2 separate regions of the Capra hircus genome follow, and region 2 is linked to region 1. Evidence: chromatin contacts called from public Hi-C data. All regions are on one chromosome and are shown on one strand. The core of a region is the stretch at or near the end of the contact, and the rest is flanking DNA. Distances in the headings are between cores, read along the strand shown. Region 1 holds the start of PXDC1 (PX domain-containing protein 1). Region 2 has its middle 43 kb from the start of PRPF4B.

The links. A called contact is a pair of places that touch in the nucleus more often than the background predicts.
Region 2: a contact with region 1 is called in a Hi-C map of blood, with 2.7 times the contacts expected there. The contact joins the enhancer-like site here to the promoter of PXDC1 in region 1. A contact is called at or near these places in 3 of 5 Hi-C or Micro-C datasets (all in blood).

The regions. Positions count from the first base shown.
Region 1 is chr23:15,453,183-15,456,397 of ARS1.2, reverse strand. It overlaps PXDC1 (PX domain-containing protein 1), which reads left to right and starts at 1,514. Exons shown (of 5, transcript XM_013974193.2): 1 at 1,514-2,335. The coding sequence starts at 2,080. LOC102172019 (translation initiation factor IF-2-like) reads right to left here and starts at 2,081. Exons shown (of 3, transcript XM_018038505.1): 1 at 1,950-2,081; 2 at 1-1,400. The coding sequence starts at 2,081. The coding sequence ends at 438.
Region 2 is chr23:15,513,970-15,517,184 of ARS1.2, reverse strand. No RefSeq gene overlaps it. Among named protein-coding and RNA genes, the nearest start is that of PRPF4B, 43 kb to the left of the region's middle. Within about 2 kb of position 1,649, at least 2 of the 5 cell types and tissues checked have an H3K27ac peak or open chromatin away from gene starts, as enhancers often do.

The DNA of each region.
Region 1 (3,215 bases), core at 265-2,764:
GCAACAGGGAAACCAAGACCTGATTGCTCCCAGGAAAGATTTGGCTGGATGCATAAAAGCTCCTGGGCGTCCCTGGTGGCTCAGAGGGTAAAGAGTCTGCCCGCAATGTGGGAGACCCAGGTTCAATGCCTGGGTCTGGAAGATCCCGTGGAGAAAGAAATGGCACCCCACTCCAGTACTCTTGGCTAGAGAAGCTGCAAAGAGTCGGCTGTGACTGGGTGACTTGACTTCCTAAAAGCTCCTGCGCTCTGGTGGCAGAGAGGCTGCCCGGCCCAGCCGCAGAGCGGGAAAGGGCACAGAGGCGGGAGGCCTCAGTGGGGCTTTGTGGTGGGGGGGCGGGGGATACTCGGCCCAGCCTCCCACCTCCACCCTCTGGTACCTCTTGCAGACCCCATGGTCAGCCCCTCAGTCACCAGCACAGACGGGCTGCTGCCACTTTAGGGGGTTGCCAGCCTGTGGAAAACACCTTCTCTTCTCAGCTCACAAGACAAACAGGAGGTGAAGATAAACTTGGATGAAAACCTGGACGAAAGCTGACGATCTGATCTGGGCGAGTCACTGGAGCCGCTGAGCAAAACCTGGAGTCCTGACTGCGTGTAAGGTGTGCTGGGAGTGTGTTGGGGGTGTGGGGGACACACCCCTCGGACAAGTTGCATCACGTGACCGACAACCGGCCTTCGGGGCCCACAGTTTCTGCCGAGCTTCTTTAGACTTTCTAGAAGTGCAAAGCGCTGAAGGGCCTCGCCCTGGGTCTGTCCACCCCGCCTCGGGCGACGTGAGGTCGCCCAAGACACTCTGCAATCGAGTTCCAACGCCTGAACTAACTTCCGAGTCTTGAACTCTGGCTTGAAGTTACCCGGCTTGAAGTTACCTCCCAGTGAGGACCATCCTGCGGAGCGAGCGGCTGCGACCCCCGGTTCTCCCCCCGGCAGCTGCCCCGGGGCCACTCTCGAAACCCCTCGGCTCAGCACGCGCCCCGCGCAGGCGGGGACGCTCTTCCCTGGGGCCCTCTCCCACCGCTGGCCCGGCCCGCTTCTGAGCAGCGGTTCCCTCTCCTTCCGGGGGTGGGGGCCCTGGGGGCCGGCGCGGGCCCGCCGCGTCGTCTGTCCCCTGCCGCGTCCGGGCAGTGGCGCGGCTGGAATGCGCGGGGGACGCGGGGCGGGCGGCTCCGGCCTCGGGCCCGGCCCGGGGAGGACGTGCGGGCGGCGGGAACCCGCAGACAGTCCCGGCGCCGGGTCCCCGGAGCGGTGCGCCCCGCCGCGCGTAAGTTCAGCTTCCACTCCCGCAGGTCGGGTCGGGCGCGTAGGCCCCTGACCCGAGAGTTTCCCAAGATCGAGAAACGAGACGAGAACAGTGGCCACCCGGGGCCCGGCCCAGGCTCTTCCGGGCCGGGCCGGCGGCTAGGGCCGGGGGAGGGGGCTGGCGGGCGGGCGGGGCGCGGAGGCGGGGCCGGCGCTCGGGTTTCCGCTCCGCCCCGCGGCCTGGGGACCCGCGGCCCCAGCGGCGCGGGCTCCGGAGGCGGCGCGGGGCGCGGCGGCCAGGCCACCCCTCCGCCCGGAGGCGGGGACGGTGGAGGCGCCCTAGGCCTCGACGTCGGGACCGCGCCGCCCGCGATGGGAAGCGCCTTATAAGCCTGTGGCCGCGCCACCCCCGAGAGCGCGCGGCCCCCGGCCCCGGGCGGGCCCCTACCGAGCCGGCCTCCGGACAGGTTAACGGAGGACCTCGGCCCGTCCCCGGACTCGGGCGAACCCGGACCCCGGAGAAACCCCGGATCGCTCCAGCTCTGGACAGACCTCAGACGGACCCCGACCCGGGATAGATCCCGGCTGCAGACGGCTCCCGGCCCCGGACGGACCCCGGACAGATCCCGGATCGCTCCGACTCTGGAGAGACCTCGGACGGACCCCGGCCCCTGATAGACTCCGGCCGCAGGAGGACCCCGGACAGACCTTGGCCCGGAATAGATCCCGGCTGCAGACAGCTCCCGGCCCCGGACGGACCCAGCGCGGACCCCGGCCGCGGGTGGACTCCGGCCCGGGCGGGCGTGCCCCTGCCGGCCGGGGATGCGCGGCCCGCGGCATGGCCTCGGCGGTGTTTGAGGGCACGTCGCTCGTGAACATGTTCGTGCGCGGCTGCTGGGTGAACGGCATCCGCCGGCTTGTCGTCAGCCGGCGCGGCGACGAGGAGGAGTTCTTCGAGATCCGCACCGAGTGGTCGGACCGCAGCGTGCTCTATCTGCACCGCAGCCTGGCCGACCTGGGCCGCCTGTGGCAGCGCCTCCGCGACGCCTTCCCGGAGGACCGGCCGGAGCTGGCGCGCGCGCCGCTGCGCCAAGGTGGGCGCGGGCCCGGCCTGGGGGACTGGGGGACTGGGGGTGTCGGGGGGCTCGGGGACCGAGGGCCTCGAGGTGTGGGAGGCAGGAGTGGGTTCGTGTAAAGTGCGAGGGCGGGCTTGCAGGGGCGCTTGTTAAGCCGGGATCGCCGCCCTACGGCCCCCCGGCACGGGACAGGGATCCTCAGACCTCCGCCCGCCCCCGAACCGTGAAGAGCACTGGCGGGCGGGCGGCAGACTGCGTGCTGGCCGAGGCAGGCGGGACGGGCGAGCCACCGGCCAGCCCCTGCGACCGTGGCCGGAGGGGCTGCGAGAGCCTTGGAGAGAGTTAAGGAAAGCGTCCCGCGGGGGACGCGCCCTGTCTGGCGGCACCCCCTACCCCGCGGGGCCGCTTCCCCTGTCCCCGGTGGCCGGGTGGCCGACAGCTCGAGTGCGAGGTGCCACGCGGCCTCTGTCTCTCCCGGGGAGGGGCCGCTGGGGTGGGTCCGCCTTGGGTTTGATGAACCGGGCCGCCTCCTCCAGGCCTTGTGACTTTTCCTGGCTCGCGGGGACTGGGTGGCTTCCCGTTTCCTCTCCGCGGCCTCCAGGGCCAGCCCGTGGGCCGCGGAGAGGAGGCTGGAGGAGAAGGAGCCGAGGCTGAAGTTGAGGCTGGAAGGCTGGGCCCCCTCACCACCCTACAAGCGGGACTACCTGCCCCGCTGAGCAGGCGGGCACCGTCCTGTAAACACAGCCCAGGGGCACCTTCGGGAGCGTCTCCCTGAGGTCTTGGGATACTCTCCACCCCCACTGGTGACAGCCCTGCCCTGAGTGTGAATTATCTGGGTAATTAGCTCATTCTCATGACACATCTTCTGGCAGACGCGTCACTTGGCAAGTCTCCCAAC
Region 2 (3,215 bases), core at 400-2,899, 61 kb before region 1:
ACCCAGTGGCTTTGACAACGTAATCATTATCTGTTATCTCTCTTGGTTTCTATGTGTCAGAAATTTGGGAGTGGTGCACCTGGATGGTTCTGGCTCCCGTGGAGTTAGCCATCAATTTTTGGCCAGCTCCCCCCGCCTTCTGGTGTCTTGGTCCCTCTCCAGGTGGCTTTCCCCAGGGGATGGCAAGATGGAATCAGCTGTCAGCTGGGGCTCTCAGCTCCTCCCCATGTGTTCCTGTCCGCAGCGCTCTCGCAATATCCGGTGACCTGTTGTCCCCAGAGCTAGCAAGTTGAGTCCAGGTCAGAGGTCTTCAACTTGGGCCAGCTCAGCAGTGCCTGGAGACACTTCTGATTTTTACAGCCAAGCAGGAGAGGCTGCTGCTGTCTAATGGGTAGAGGCCAGGGATGCTACTAAACACCTTGCAATGCACAGAGCAGCCCCCACAGTGAAGAGTTAGCTGGTCCAAAGTGGCCACAGTGCCGCTGTTGTGAAATCTGGGTTGTAGGTGGAAGCTTCAATGTCTTTCACGGCCTGGCCTGGAAAGTCCCACACTGTCTTCATATATCATGAAGCGTACATTATGCTTCAGCATATTCTGTGGGTCATGCAGGCCCAGCCCTGATTTCTCATGGGAGGGACCTCACGAGGATGCGGTTACTGGGAGGCAAGGATACTGACGGTTATCCTGGAGGTTCGTTAGCCCAGCATTAAGCCTTGAGAGTGGTCATCTTGCCACCAGTAGGGCTAGGAGTGACTTTTCCCCCACAGAGGACTTGTTTGCAATAGAATCGCCTGGAGGTCGACTGAGCTGAACGTCTTGGGTGGGGGTTAGCGGGGCTTCACGGTTGGGAGGTGCTCTCAGGACTCATGGTCACCGGGTCTAAGAGTCTGAGAACCGCCAGCTCATCCTTCAAGGCTGGCCTCGTAGGTGAGAGACCTCCTCCCCAGAGCTCTGTCGGCGCTGTTTCCAAAGGCTGGACTGAGTCTGACTTGCAGCAGAAATTCTTCTGCTGTGAAATCATATACACCCTGAAGGAAAAAGACAGGCTGCAAACACACACTTTTTTGTCCTGAACATTTTTAAACTTTGATCTCACTTCCTTTTTCTTTTTTCGATAGCCGCTTACAATAGAAATTGAGATTAGTCGTGGTGTATTTAGACTTTTCAGTGTGAATGAGGAGATTTGAATCTCCACTCAGAAGCACAGTTCAGAATGATCCATCTTATCCACGAACTCTTTGGCAAGGAGGCTGAAATGATTGTGTGAAGACAAAGTGGGTTTGGAAGTTCAAAGTGTTTATCTTGGACTAAATCACCTTATATCCTACAGGCTTTATCCGTGACCTTGTGTGGGTGATACACTTAGGAACGCGCTGTCTTGAAAATCCTAACTTCCTTAAGAAGACAAGACTAAACTAACACGTCAAACCAGAACCCCCTAATCTGCTGGTTAAATGTTTGCATATCTGAAACCCGAGGTTGTGGACTGGTGGCTGGTGGAACCCCGGGGTGTAGCTGTGCCAGAGACTCGGAGGAGATGACAAAGACTGGCCAGTGTCGTGAGGAAAGTGTGGGCTCCTGGGGTCACTGTTCCCAGGAAGGAATTCCTGGGAACCCCGACAGGACACAGGGTCAGCCACTCCAAGCCCCAGACGGGGTCCTGTGTGCACAAGGCAGGGTCTCGGGGCCCCTGCCCCCCCTGCAAACAGTCTGCTCAGCCCATCCCCGTCGGGCACTCAGACCCCAGCGCTGACCCCACCGCCCAGTCCCCCGGTGGCAAGAGAGAGGACAAGTCTCCCTGAGCGGCCCATCAGGTCAGAATGTCCTTTCTGGGGAAGATACTGCTTTGCACAGGCTTTCCAAGCCAGTCCCGGGCCCCTGGTTCCTAGGCAGCCATAGAGACATGGGAGGAATTGATCCGTGTCCCCTTATCTCACCAGATAAAAACCTGGAAACAACCCACCGATTGCCTCATTGGGCACACTTGCTCAAAGCCACACAAAGGTCCCATGAGCAGGGTATGCTGGTCTGATGGGAGCCCAATGTGGCGCAAAGGACCTTAAAAGGAGTGACTTTTACTCAAAGGCTGGCATCTAGGATTTAGAGGCAGTAAAGGTGGCTGAAGTGAGGAGGAGAAGGAGGGATGTTAACAATGAGAAGTTTGCAGCTCACTTCGTTACCAACAGGGAAGAAAGAGGGATGCTGTTTCTGAGCAGGGAAGGGTTCCGTCTTTGGCATACGGACTGGGACCAAGGTTTGGCCTGTGTTCTAATGGGCTCTTGGAAAAAGCAAAGGAGGAATGGATAGGTCTGGTTGGGGATGGGTCTTAATCCTCTTAAAAAAACAAATAATATTGCAGGTGCACGAGGGAGCTGGGTGGGGTGCAGGAGTCGTTTCATAACTTTTAAAAAGTTTCCTCCCTCTTACTTCCCACCCCCAAACTGAAATGATATCAGCTGAGTGCACAAGGCTTCCCGTTTCACAGCTATGAGGGAGGCAGAAACTCTGGAAGCTATGAGCTTCCAGAAACTCTGTCTGCGATTTGGGGAAAGAGGTGCCTCAGGTAGGCGCCACGACAAGTCATGTCCTAATAGTTCGAGGATGAGACGGTTGGATGGCATCACCGACTCGATGGACATGAGTCTGAGTAAGCTCTGGGAGTTGGTGATGGACAGGGTAGCCTGGCGTGCTGCAGTCCATGGGGTTGCAAAGAGTCGGATACAACTGAGCGATTGAACTGAACTGCATGGTTCGAGGGAGAAAGTCAACCTCACCGTTGCTTGATCTGAAAGGTGGCTTTTCTACCTCCTAAGACATCCCACATTTGGGCTAGTAGACTAAACTCCCTCAAAAAATGGGCAAGGGAGCAAAGGGTTCTAGGCGTCTTTCCCCGGATATACACATAGACATCTAAATTACCACAAAGAACGCCCAGGACAGGCTTCCGCCAGAGAGAAAGCCTAATTTGAAGGCAACTACAGAAAAACAGAAGCGGAACCTGTGTTTTCTTCACTGCCCATCACTACAGAGGACAGTAATTTGTAAAAAAATCTAGAACCGCTAAAAAATTGCGTCTTCTAAATCTGCATATTTTGAAGACATGTATGGATTATACTCATACATTTTAAAAGCGTGAAAAGGAAGAAATTGAGATGAAAACATTTTGTGGAGTGTTTCTGAAGACGATGTGGGGAGCAGGCTTCAATACAATGGT